3 separate regions of the Pan troglodytes genome follow, and all the other regions are linked to region 3. A link is a contact called in public Hi-C and HiChIP or PLAC-seq data. All regions are on one chromosome and are shown on one strand. The core of a region is the stretch at or near the end of the contact, and the rest is flanking DNA. Distances in the headings are between cores, read along the strand shown. Region 1 has its middle 23 kb from the start of ZNF648. Region 2 holds the start of NPL (N-acetylneuraminate pyruvate lyase). Region 3 holds the start of GLUL (glutamate-ammonia ligase).

Region 1 (3,867 bases), core at 68-2,567, 310 kb after region 3:
GGGCGCCATGGGCACCCGAGCTTTCCTCCCCCGGGCTTCACTCTCTTTGACCACTTTCTGCCCAGGGCCATCTGTGGGCAGTGACTTGGGGAGGCTGCAGGAAGAAGGGACAACAATTGAGTCACTTGTTGTTAAAACCAAAAGCCCGCCACCCCGGCCAAGATTTTCCACATGGGGGTAGCCCTGCCAACGTGTGCCCCCAGTCAACATCAAGATGTCCCCCACAGGCCTCAATGTCACGAAGGACTCCTGAAAATACTGCCTGTTTGAGAGGGGACAGAGACTAACTGTGAAATATTCCTCAGTTTCCCTGCTGCTTACCCAAGAGTTGGGTTGAAGCTCAGCCTGGGGCGCCACTGCTGGGGTGAGGTGGGCTGTGTCAGGCCAGCCACTCATGCCAAAGCTGAAGATAGGATGAGAAGGAGAGAGGGAGTGCCCACTGGGGGGCATAGGGCTGTGCCCAGGAGGGCACTGCTTGTCTTTGCAACCTAGCAGCCATCTCTGGCGGGATGCCTAAAATACCTCGGTCAGCCTCCCAGCTGAGGGAGAGCAGGAGGCGTGCGCTGGGGTCTGCATTAGGTTTTCACAATGGATAAAATCAGTTCTGTGATTGAAAGGCGAGGCCTTGGGAAATTAGTCACACAAGGGAGAATTGTGCCTGCCTCCATCAGAATCACCTGAGGATTCCCAGGAACCATCCTAGAGACTCTGATGCAGGGGTTCTAGGTTAAGGCCTGAGTCCCTTCTCTCCCTCCCTCCCTCTCTCCCACTCTTCCTTCCTTCCTTTCCCATGCAAAGCCCCTAGCAAAGCTTAGAATAAGAACATGTGGGGCTGGGTGTGGTGGCTCATGCCTATAATCCCAGCACTTTGGGAGGCAGAGGCAGGAGGATCACTTGAGGTCAGGAGTTCGAGACTAGCCTGGCCAACATGGTGAAGCCCTGTCTCTACTAAAAACACAAAAATTAGCCGGATGTGGTGGCGGGCATCTGTAGTCCTAGCTACTCAGGAGGCTGAGGCACAAGAATCACTTGAACCCAGGAGGCGGAGGTTGCAGAGAGCCATGATCGCACCACTACACTCCAGCCTGGGCAACAAGAGCAAAACTCTGTCTCAAAAACAAACAAACAAAACCACGTTGGATCCACACATGGCTATAGATCCCTACTGTGTGCAAGGCAGCTGGCATCCTGGCCCTCTGAGACTGGCCTAGAGGAGGCCTCCTGGTGACTCCCTCCCAGAGCTAGAGAGGCGGTGTCCTTTGCCTCTGTCCTGCTGAAGGGAGTCCCTCATCCAAGGGGCAACGCTGCCACCTCCTGGTCAGTCTTAGAACTGTCCCCCACTCTGAATGCCTGGTGTAAATAGAGGCAGGGAGCCAGGAGAGGCCTCCCTGTCCTCCCTCTCTGGCTCTGCGTTTGAATATCTTATTCTAGGAAGTGGAATGTCCCCCAAACACGCGCCTCTTTTGGTGCCTCTTGTTTAAGTCTATCTTCCCTGGGAAGCCACCAGTCAACAGGTGGATCTCACTTACCCACCACTTTGCCTTGAATTCAGTGCAAGTCAGCATGTGTTTGTGGAGCACTTGATATGAGGGGGCTGGCAATACAGAGGACAATAAAGCAAAGCCCCACTTTTGCAGAAGGGAGTGAGAAGTGGGGGTGATTCATGAACATGAGTAACTTCTATCTGCGGTGATGTCTGAGCTGAGTCCTGAAGGATAAGCCAGCATGAACCAGTTGAAAAATGGAGAAGATTCCAGGTAAAAGGATGAGCAAGATGTGAATTGCTGGCCTTTTAAATAGAAACTTAATTGCTATATTTTTAATGCACCTCTTTGCTGCCCCCAAGAGGACAGACTACAAACCTTTTCCCTCAATTTCTGGGCAGGTTTAAAAGGTTAAGAGAAAGGAAAAACAAGTTTTTCAGTTGCTAATCATTAGGGTTTAGGGGCCCTCCAGGTCTATGGTGAAAAACAAGAGGGAGGCCTGGGTTTGAGAGACAAAGCAATGCAACCCAAGGAAGCAGGAGGCAGGGAAGATGCCTCCCCTAGTAGACAGTTCTCTGGGTCAGTGTGGGGAGAGGACTCCAGGCCACTGCCCCACCCTGGTCCCCGCAGAGCCCCAGAGAAGTATCAAGCCCCAGAGGGAAGTGTCTGCATAGTGCCAGGAAGCTCTGGATGTCAGCCTTACAATGAATTCCCAGGTCCTCAGAATGGCAGAGATGCATCCTGAAGCCAGAGACCTGTGATACAGGCTGAAAGAGCCCCAGATGTCACCCTTGTAACCCACTTGGACAAATGCCCAAGGATCAGCCTCCTTGACTCTATGAGGGACTCGAGAACCTTGACATTGTCCCAGAAGTAGAGAAATACCAGTTCAAACCACAATGAGGAAATAAAGGAACTCAATGTTCTTGTACCAGGGTTTATAGCAGATTCATATAGGTCATGGGTGCAAAGTAGATCAAGACAGGGCCCCTGTTATTGAAACAATTAGAGAGAGAGCAGTACACTTCTCAGTGATTTGGAGCAAAACACTTGTCCTCTTGGCCTTGGTTTAATTTTCAGTGACAGGATGAGGAGGATGAGCATAGACTCTCGAAGCCCTTTCCTGCTGTAAGAGTCTATGGGAATGCAGATCACATGTACTGTGAGAGATGGGGGGAGACACAGGGTGGGTCAGAATGACCAGAAGAGTCTTCGTGAATGTGATTTTGAAAACTGGAAAGAGGTAAAAGAATTTAGGGTGGTGGGAGTGGCCTGTGCAGATGACAGGCCAGGCCTGGCCAGTTGGAGAGGGAGGTTCTATGGAGGAACAGCCCGGAGACAGCAGGAGGGCGGTGGGTGGGTGTCAGCACTCTCCCTCTCTTTAGTAGAAAGGGAAAAGACAGAGTTCACAGTGGAGAAAATAGGAAACATGGACCTGAGAATCCCTACTATATATATATGCGTGTGTGTATATATAAATTTTTTGAGACAAAGCCTCCCTCTGTCGTTCAGGCTGGAGTGCAGTGGTGTGATCTTGGCTCACTGCAACCACCTCCCCCTGGGTTCAAGTGATTCGTGTGCCTCAGCCTGTAGAATAGCTGAGATGACAGGCTTGTGCCACCATGTGTCTATTTTTTTTGTATTTTTAGTAGAGACGAGGTTTCACTATGTTGGCCTGACCTCAGGTGATCCGCCCGCCTTGGCCTCCCAAAGTGCTGAGATTACAGGTGTGAGCCACCATGCCTGGCCCCCAACTATATTTCTAGCAACTTTCATGTTGAGCAGATGCTCCCCAAAGCCCTTCCTAAACAAGCCCTCAGACATTTGTGCTTCTGCCCTTGACTGGTAGAGACATGTAACATATGATGACTGTGTTTCCATTGACACTGTGTGTACGCTCAGGGAGAAAGCACAGGAAGGCTGTGGGCTGTACGGACACCACCATGCTCCAGAGCTCCCTGCTGAGCCAGCCAGTGGGAGCTGAGGGCAGGCAGTCCATGCTCTGCTACCTCCTTTCCCTAGAGCTTTTCTTTAGATGCCCCCAGTCTGGTCAAAAACAAGCATTCTGAGCTGTGAAATGTTCTGGTCAGTGATCCCAGAGAAGTTTTATAAAGTCTTGAACACAGCTAGATATGCCTCAGTCCCACACTGTTTGAACCTGATTTAATCTTACTCTGACTACTTAGAAGACACCAACTTTAGAGGTGGTATGAGTGTTGGTATAGACCATGGGCTCTGGAATCAGACTCCAAGGGTCTGAATCTTTGCTCTGTCACTTATTAGCTACGTGACAAAGGGTAATTTACTTAACCTCTCTGTGCCTGTTTCCTCTTGTACAAAATGGCGATGAAAGCATCTGCCTGTGTTGCTGTGACACGGGCCT
Region 2 (3,805 bases), core at 1,023-3,522, 410 kb before region 3:
CCCAGTCATCTTTGCTCTGCTGGTGCCTCCTTTCCAACACTCACTACTCTTGTCTATTTAGGGACTAAGTCATTTCAATTCTGTTATCTTCTTCCCCTGCTATTCCTCCTTTCGCCTTTATAATTTTTCCCTTCATTACCTCTTATCTAGACAAATAGGCAAAACCCCAGGTCCACAGGGCCCAAGAAGGTTCAAGTGATAAGAGTCCTGAGAGCTTGAGTCAGCATTAAACATCTCCTAAATCCAACACTACTAGGCTGTTCAGGCTAAATAAAACTCCGTAGTCTTGTGCTTTTGCCTGCATTTATTTGATACTAAGGACGGTAACACTGAGGTTCTTAGAATCATCAGAAGCTCAAATTGGCAGTTTTATATGTCTTTGATGGAAAGAAATAAAACTAATTACCACAAATGTAGTTTGATTAGTCAAAAATTCAAAACAAGGGGCCATTGGGAGTGTAGGATAGGGGTTAGGAATCACTGTCCTAATCCCTCTTCTCTTCTTCAATCCACATCAGCTGTCAGATTAATCTTCCAGTAACACCAGCATTTCTGGTCTTGTCTTTGTCCTGTTTAGAAAATGCCAGTAGGCTAAAGACCCAGCTCCCTGGGGTCTGGGTCTCTATTGAAATCTTCGTGCCTGCACTGTACTTGCCCAGCTGAACAAACTGTTTGCTGTTCCTCCTACCTACCTTTCGCTGTTTGTCTGCTTGCCTTTGTTCCTGTGGTTCTCTCACTTCAATCTCTTCGGTCTGATCAACTTTTAAAGCTCACTTTATCCATTCCAGCAGGTATAGCTTAAAAACAAAAACAAAAACAAAAAAACCTCTCATTTTAAAAACCAGGGGATTTCCTGATACCCCAGCCGAAAATAATTTCTTAAGCCTCAGAATTCCCCCAAAGAGTGGCTTTTCATTAAAAACCTTACATCAGAGTTATTAAGCAGGGTGGTTTTGGCTCCTCTCCTAGACTGTCTGCCATCTGGGGGCAATGGCAGCTTGGAAAATTTCTTTGCACAGATAACTACACTACGTAAAATTTGCTGCCTTTGCAAACTTTGAAACGCCTACAGGAAGAAATGGGATAAAAACGACTTTGGCCGGGCGCGGTGGCTCAAGCCTGTAATCCCAGCACTTTGGGAGGCCGAGGCGGGCGGATACCTGAGGTCAGGAGTTCGAGACCAGCCTGAACAACATGGCCAAACCCCGTCTCTACTAAAAATACAAAATTAGCCGGGCGTGGTGGCGGGCGCCTGTAGTCCCAGCTACTCGGGAGGCTGAGGCAGGAGCATGGCGTGAACCTGGGAGGCGGAGCTTGCAGTGAGCCGAGATAGCGCCACTGCAGTCCGTCCTGGGCGACAAGAGCGAGACTCCGTCTCAAAAACAACAACAACAACAACAACAACAAAAAGACTTTAACAGAGAATGATCAGTATTTTTAAGATTCAAGTTTTTAATAAACTTGGGAATGTTATGCTTTGAAGCATAACAGATAATTATCAATATTTTTAAGATTCAAGTTTTAGATAAACTTGGGAATGTTATGCTTTGAAGTTTTCAGAGCTAGTAGCTAAAGCGAATGGCTCTAATGTTCTCCAGCCTAAGACTTAACGTGAATTTAGATTATTACTGAAACATTGGGAGGGGGTATTACTCTTGAAATCTTATACCTCCATCCACAGATAAGAACACTTAGTGCAAAGAATTAAAGCTGCCTAAGTCAAATTCTTTTTAAAATGGCAAAGTTGTTTTTTTAAGAGACAGAAAGTGGGGGCAGAATGTACCTCTGGGCAGAGAATATCTTGAGGGACAGGTACTCGGAGAAGAGGAGATACAAATAGGGATTTTTAAAAAAGCAGAAAACCACCAATTTCTCCTCAAGTGAAGGGGGGATGTATCAGGTTTAACTTTAAGCTCTCTTCTGCTCAACTGCTAACTCTATTTTGAGGAAAGGACCTTTGGAGACCCGGCAGATATGCTGTCGGCAAACAATCCGGGGGAGTAAGTTCTTCTGCCCCCGTCTGTCCCTACACTTTTCGCATTCACACCTTCCCCAGATCCGTTTCCCAGCGTATCTGCCTTCCCTCTTTCCTCCGGGTCCGTCAACGTCTCACCCACCCGCGAGTCAGGCCCCAGCGCCCCTCCGCCCGAACGCCCAGGTCGTCGGGCCGTCTGCGTCCGTCTGTCCTAGCCCGTGCCGTCGCGGGCCGCGCTCACCCAGGCCTCCGCTATTGTCCGTGCGGCCGCTCCGCCCGGCAGCCGCCGCCGCGCTTTATATCCGCGGCCGCCCGGCTCGGGCCCACGTGCCGCCACGCCAGGGAGCCTGGGGGTTGTAGTTCTGCGCCGCCGCCCGCGAGGCGCGCCCGGAACCGCTGGCCCGGAAACCCCGAAACGTTTTGCACACTGGAGTCTGCTCTTCCCCGGGTGTCACCTGAACAACATGGGCTGAAGTGACTCCGGCGCAGCGCCCCGGCTCCCCGAGGATCGGAAGCATCCGAACTGGCGGCTGGGTGCCCGAGAGCACGCGGCTCACCCGCGCCACGCCGAGTGCAAACCTCCCCCTGCCTCGTCTGCACGCCAGTCCTTCCCGCGTGCAGGCACCTCCTGGGCTCCGCTGCGTCTTAATTTTCCTTCTCTTGCGCAGGGCTCTGCAATCCCCGCTATCTCGTGGTTCTGCGTTGTGAGGTTTGGGCTGCTGTTTCCGAGGCGTACGGAGAATCCCAACTGCCCATCGGCGTTCAGGTCTCTTCGGGTTGACGCCGCTGCACCAGCCCTGCAGACTCTCGTGTTAAAGAGAGATGAGCGAATTTTAAAGTGAATTATCTACTCATACGGGAGCTTTCCTGGCTTCTTTTGGAGAACATTTGAAAGAGTTTTGAAAGGGAAAATTATTTTTAACCCAACCGCCTCTACTTTCAGGAGTATCAGGAGTCTTATTCTAGGATCATGTACTGTGTGAATAAATCAGGAACAGAGCCAGAGACAAGTCCTCAGTTTTCTCTTGCTGATGTGATTCCACCTCAATTTTCCATAAAAGGCGATGGCTGATGCTTATTATTACATTTAGAGAAACTAAATTGTTCAAAGGGCTTTCCAGTTTGCAAAGTGCTTTTAAATGTATTCTAATAGTTCTTTCGTTGCACAGAGCACCAGAGATAATAGCTAATAAGTACTGTGTTCAGTGCTTACTCAGCCTGCACCGTTCTAGCCGTTTTAACATTTAATTCATAAAATAACTCCATTGGTGGGTCCTGTTTTATAAATGTATATATATTACAGATGAGCAAGGATCATTCCATTTTACAGATCAGAAACAGGTTTAAAGAGTTGAAGTAATTTGCCAAAAGCCATAGAGCTGGTTAAGCTGTGGTTTGATTTCAAGTAGTCCAGAAGCTTGTGCTTTTAACACTATGTTATCCTACAGGAAAAAAAAAAAACAAAAAAAAAACAAAAAGAAAAGAAAAAAGAAAAACCCTTAGTTACATGAAGCAAGTTCTCCTAAGGCTGCAGCATGGCTTTTTGTTTTGGTTTGGTTTTTGTAATATTAACAAGAATATTATATCCTAATGGTACAATGAAAGTTTTTTTTTTTTTGGAAAGTCACAGTTTAATAAGTGCAAAATTAAGTATGTCAATACCCAAAAGGTATAGGTCATTAGGCTTAACATTGTCAGCCAACAAACCAATATTCTAAATGCATGAACTAACTACTTTTTGTATAAATATGGTAGTGCAAAGTAATTCCTTATAATAATTTGTTAGTGTCTACCAAGAAGCAGATGCTAAGATGGGATTAGATGTGCAAG
Region 3 (4,268 bases), core at 1,689-4,188:
CCTGGACACTACTGGGGGATATGACAATGAATAAACTGCTCAATGAGGTCAAGACATCTAGGAAGGGAAGCAGGCACTCAAATGGCAGAAATACCATAAGCCTGCAGAACCGCACTCGCGCCTTACCATTCCGTTCTGTTATGTTTGTCATCCCCACCTCAGGGGCTGGTGGTGTGTGCAGCAGAGGCTCTGGCTTATGGTTCGTAGTTTGGTATCTGGAAATGATTAATAACATCTTTTAAAATAAAAACATCACTTTTCTCCTCCTTTGCTCCCCTTCCTCGACCATTTAAACTCAAACCTTTACAGAAAGAAATGAAGACAGCTCACTGTGTTACCAAGGTTAAGTCCAGTTTGATATAATGAATGGTAAAGCATTACACTGAGTCAGAAAAGTTGTATTCAAAAGTCGCTATGGGGAAAGAAAGAATCCAATCACCTCAGATTATAGAACTTGGCCTATGATAATTATAATTGCTGTTTTCTAAACATTTACGATGCACCAGGGGACTACTCAATCTCTTCTGCATGTGCTATCACAATTAATCCTTTTATGAGGTAAAAATGATTATCCCTCTTTTATTATAGATAAAGAAACAGGCTTCATGTGGCTAAGTGATTTGGCCAACACAAAGCTGGTATGAAGGGAAAGCCCAGATTTGAACCTAGGTTTACCTGACTTGCAGCCGTGCCTTTAGCCACCACAATGTAATGCTTCAAGGGGCAGCACTGAAATTTAACAAGGAATTTGTAAGGCACCTTACACAATCCAAAATGTCACCAGTCTGAAACATCCCAAAAAACCCTGTTTGAGATGAATGCTGCATCTGTCATGTAAAAGCACTACAGTGTTATACACTCTTAAAGGAAAGGGATGTTGACCGAAGAAGCCAAGTTATGTGTGTGTGGTCGCAGGCAACATTTCTTTTCCACATTTGCGGTACAAAACATAACCAGAACAAACTTCTTCCCTTCCTCTTCCAAAGGCACTGGAAGCATAAATTCTTGCTCTTTAAACTGAAAGAAGCAATAAAATCTGGACACCATCAGGTAGATTTCAGGCACTAAAAATAGAATGATCGAGTAATAAATAGTACGGATAGCAGTATCTACCTACCTACCTACCTATGTTGTGTCTCTAGGTACATTTCAATATTGTGTTCACATACACATTTTCCCAACCATCACGGCAAGCTGAGAGGAGAGGTATGTATTCCCATTTTCCAGATTAACAAGAAGCCGCACTTGATAAAGCAAAATCAGGGAGAATTCGTTAAAGGAATTTCTTGACAATCCCTGGACTTCAAAGGGGGCAAGTGAACACCTCGATTTCCTTTCAGCTGCTCCGGGGGCAGTTTGCACACAGAATTTCAAATCTAGTGGGCGGCTCCACAGGTCATTTTCGATGACCACTTTATTTTGCAGATGAGGAAACTTGGGCCCTGAAAGACCTGCCTAGGGTCTGGCCAGCGGTATGAGACAGGTCTCCAGACTTAGTTTCTACCGCCCTCCAGAATCCTCTCTGTAAAATTAGAGAAACAGCACGTTGATTTCAAATGTGAAATGGCAGAGTTCTGTTTATTTCCCCAGACCCAAGAGAGCCGGAGCGGGCGGCTCTTCCAGGCCTTGGGAACCCCGGCCTGTCCCTAGGCCCGCGCGGCACCCGCCCTAGCCCAGGCCCGCCCAAGGTTCCCTCGGGTCCCGCGCCCCGCGCTCCCTCTCAAGCTAACCCCTGCCCGCAGGAAGCGGGGCTCGGAGGCTCCCTCGCAACAAAAGGCTAAATTCGGTTTCCCTGGTTCCGCATTTCCCCAGGGAGCTCTCCTCGTAAAACTATTCCCCGTGAAGGCGGCAGGGCAGAGGTCCAGGGCGGGCTTTGCTGGGAGCCTCGGGACCCCGGGTTGGGGGCCGTGGGGCGGCACCTGGCGAGCTGGCGGGCGGGCGGCGAGCCGAGGCTTCCCGGCCTGGCGGCAACTCGCCCCTCTGCCCTCAGCCCTCCCGCCTCCACTCCCTTCCCCCACGGCGCCCTGCCCCTCCCCCACGCCCTTTTCTCTTTCTTTCTTTCTTTCCCAGCTCGCTTGCCCCCACCCCAGCGGCGCCCGCCGGGCTCCTCGCCCAATGGCCGCGGGGCCCGGGACCGCATCAGCTGATCGGCCCGGGCTCCTGGCCTCTGGGAGCCAATCAGGGCACCGGGGGCGGCCCCGGGCCGCGGATAAAGGGTACGGGGCTGCTGGCGGCCCTGCAGAGTCGAGAGTGGGAGAAGAGCGGAGCGTGTGAGCAGTACTGCGGCCTCCTCTCCTAACCTCGCTCTCGCGGCCTACCTTTACCCGCCCGCCTGCTCGGCGCCCAGGTAAGTCCCCGGACGGCCCGGTGTCACGCAAGCGATGCGCGCCGCTCCTGCTACCCCGCGAGGCGCGCCGCCCAGCCTCTTTTTTCGGCTACCTGCCCCTCCAGTCCCAGCCCTACGCTGCGGCCTCTCCGGCCCATGCCGGAGATCCGGCATGAGTGCTCCTCCCGCGTGCTTCCGCCGCCGGTGGCTTGGACCCGTCGGGGCTGGCGCTGGTGGGGCGCGCCCTTGGCCAGGCTCTGGGAAGGGCGGGGTGAGTTGTTTTGATCTTCTTTTCACTACTTGCGGCCGAAGCGCCGCCCCTGGAGGCCTTTGGGCCGGCTTGCGCCCTGGGGCTCGCAGTGGTTTGTTTGCGCTGTGGATGGAGTGGCGGTGCGGTCCTCTGTGGAGCGCAAATAAGGCGCTTGGTTGGCGCGGGCGCCTGGCTGCCTTCCTCGTGGTGGGGCCTTCGGAGCAATCGTCCTGGTTCTGGCGATGGTTGAGACGCCTCGATTGCGGCGTGTAACGGTGAGCGTTGTTTGGGCGGCCGGCTCCCGCCTCGGGGTCCCGGGGGCCTTCCAATGTGACCGAACAATGGAGAGCCCGGGCCTCGGCGCAGTCAGTGGAGAAGCCGGGCCGGGCGGAGGCAGCAGCAGCGCGCAGTCCCTCCGGCCTGCGCCCCCACCCTCCCCCGGACCCCCCAACCCCTCGGCGGCAGGGTATGGCCACCTCCGTGAGGCCCTGAGATTCGGACGGGGGCCCGAGGGTCGGAGCGCCCACTTTAGGGACATTTCAGTGGGAAGGGGCTGCTCTCAAAGTGGATAATTATAACTCCCTCGGGGGCGGGAAGCGGGGATCCTCCCCCAGCCGCAAGTCCACGAAGAAAACAACGAATGAAAATTATGAAGACAACGAGAAGTCAGACTCCTCCGGGTCGCGCTCCAGCTGCTTCGGCTTCGTCGCCTACTCTGTGAACTCCGGGGAGAGATCTCGAGTCAAGATTAAGACCTTAACCCACCAACCTGCCTGTTCGGACACCCCCCGGGCCGGCCGCTGTCTGTCCCCTTCTCCATCGCCCTCTCCCAGAAAGCTCCGGTGCTTGGACCAGCTAGAGTCTGAGAAAGAGGAGAGGCGCGAACGCCACTCCAAAAAGAGAAGGGTTAAAGAGGGCAACCCTAACGATACGCTTGACTTTCTGTGGCTGGGGTGAGTGAGGGGGCAGGGAGGACGACCCCGGAGTTGGTGGGAGCTGCAGAAACGGCTGAAAACTTAAGAATCCATTTCCCCCACGTAAACTTGGCACCGCGGCAGCAGCAGTTGATAGAGTGGCACTAGGCTGCTGGCATGCAACTCGGCTCACGGAAAAGAGCAAGAGATCCGAAACTGAGGCTTAGGACAAAGTGTGCATGATATTGGTGGTGTAACATGTTGGAGAGGACAGCCGAGAAATTGGGTTGTAGGTTGTTTTTTTTTTTTTCCGACAGAGTCTCTATCTGTTGCCCAGGTTGGAGTGCAGTGGTGCAATCTCCCGGCTCACTACAACCTCTGCCTCTGGGGTTCAGGCGATTCTCCTGTGTCAGCCTCCCGAGTAGCTGGGATTACAGGCGTGCACAACCACGCCCGGCTAATTTTTGTATTTTTAGTAGAGACGGGAGTTTCATCGTGTTGGCCAGGCTGGTCTCAAACTTCGTACCTCAGGTGATCTGCCCGCTTCGGTGGGTTGTAGCTTTTAGCGGGAGCTAAAGTGTTCTGGGATGGAGGTGGGAAGTAGGATTTGGCCGGCTGAGTCTTCTAGAGGCAATATTGGGGTGTTGGTCTTCCCCAAGGGGAAGGGTGGTGAGGCTGAGGGAGAAGCAGTTATGTTTTCAGCTGGGCAAACATGGACGGTTGCCCGTAGAAACTTTGCCACTGTACTTCAGAACGTTGCCCTAGTCGTTGGAGGAGA

What was found. Hi-C and Micro-C count contacts between places; a contact is called where the count stands out from the background. HiChIP or PLAC-seq counts read pairs in DNA pulled down with a chosen protein or histone mark.
Region 1: a contact with region 3 is called in a Hi-C map of induced pluripotent stem cells, with 6 times the contacts expected there. The contact joins the enhancer-like site here to the promoter of GLUL in region 3. A contact is called at or near these places in 4 of 7 Hi-C or Micro-C datasets (blood, induced pluripotent stem cells and stem cell-derived neural progenitor cells), 1 of 1 datasets of contacts at active chromatin or transcription factors (stem cell-derived excitatory neurons) and 1 of 1 other capture datasets (stem cell-derived neural stem cells).
Region 2: a contact with region 3 is called in an H3K4me3 HiChIP or PLAC-seq map of stem cell-derived excitatory neurons, with 2.5 times the contacts expected there. The contact joins the promoter of NPL here to the promoter of GLUL in region 3. A contact is called at or near these places in 1 of 7 Hi-C or Micro-C datasets (stem cell-derived neural progenitor cells) and 1 of 1 datasets of contacts at active chromatin or transcription factors (stem cell-derived excitatory neurons).

The regions. Positions count from the first base shown.
Region 1 is chr1:67,037,119-67,040,985 of NHGRI_mPanTro3-v2.0_pri, forward strand. No RefSeq gene overlaps it. Among named protein-coding and RNA genes, the nearest start is that of ZNF648, 23 kb to the right of the region's middle. Within about 2 kb of position 1,318, at least 7 of the 24 cell types and tissues checked have an H3K27ac peak or open chromatin away from gene starts, as enhancers often do. A contact at or near this core is called in induced pluripotent stem cells, where this site is marked.
Region 2 is chr1:66,317,533-66,321,337 of NHGRI_mPanTro3-v2.0_pri, forward strand. It overlaps NPL (N-acetylneuraminate pyruvate lyase), which reads right to left and starts at 2,273. Exons shown (of 14, transcript NM_001246492.1): 1 at 2,217-2,273; 2 at 693-797.
Region 3 is chr1:66,728,520-66,732,787 of NHGRI_mPanTro3-v2.0_pri, forward strand. It overlaps GLUL (glutamate-ammonia ligase), which reads left to right and starts at 2,939. Exons shown (of 7, transcript NM_001279785.1): 1 at 2,939-3,529.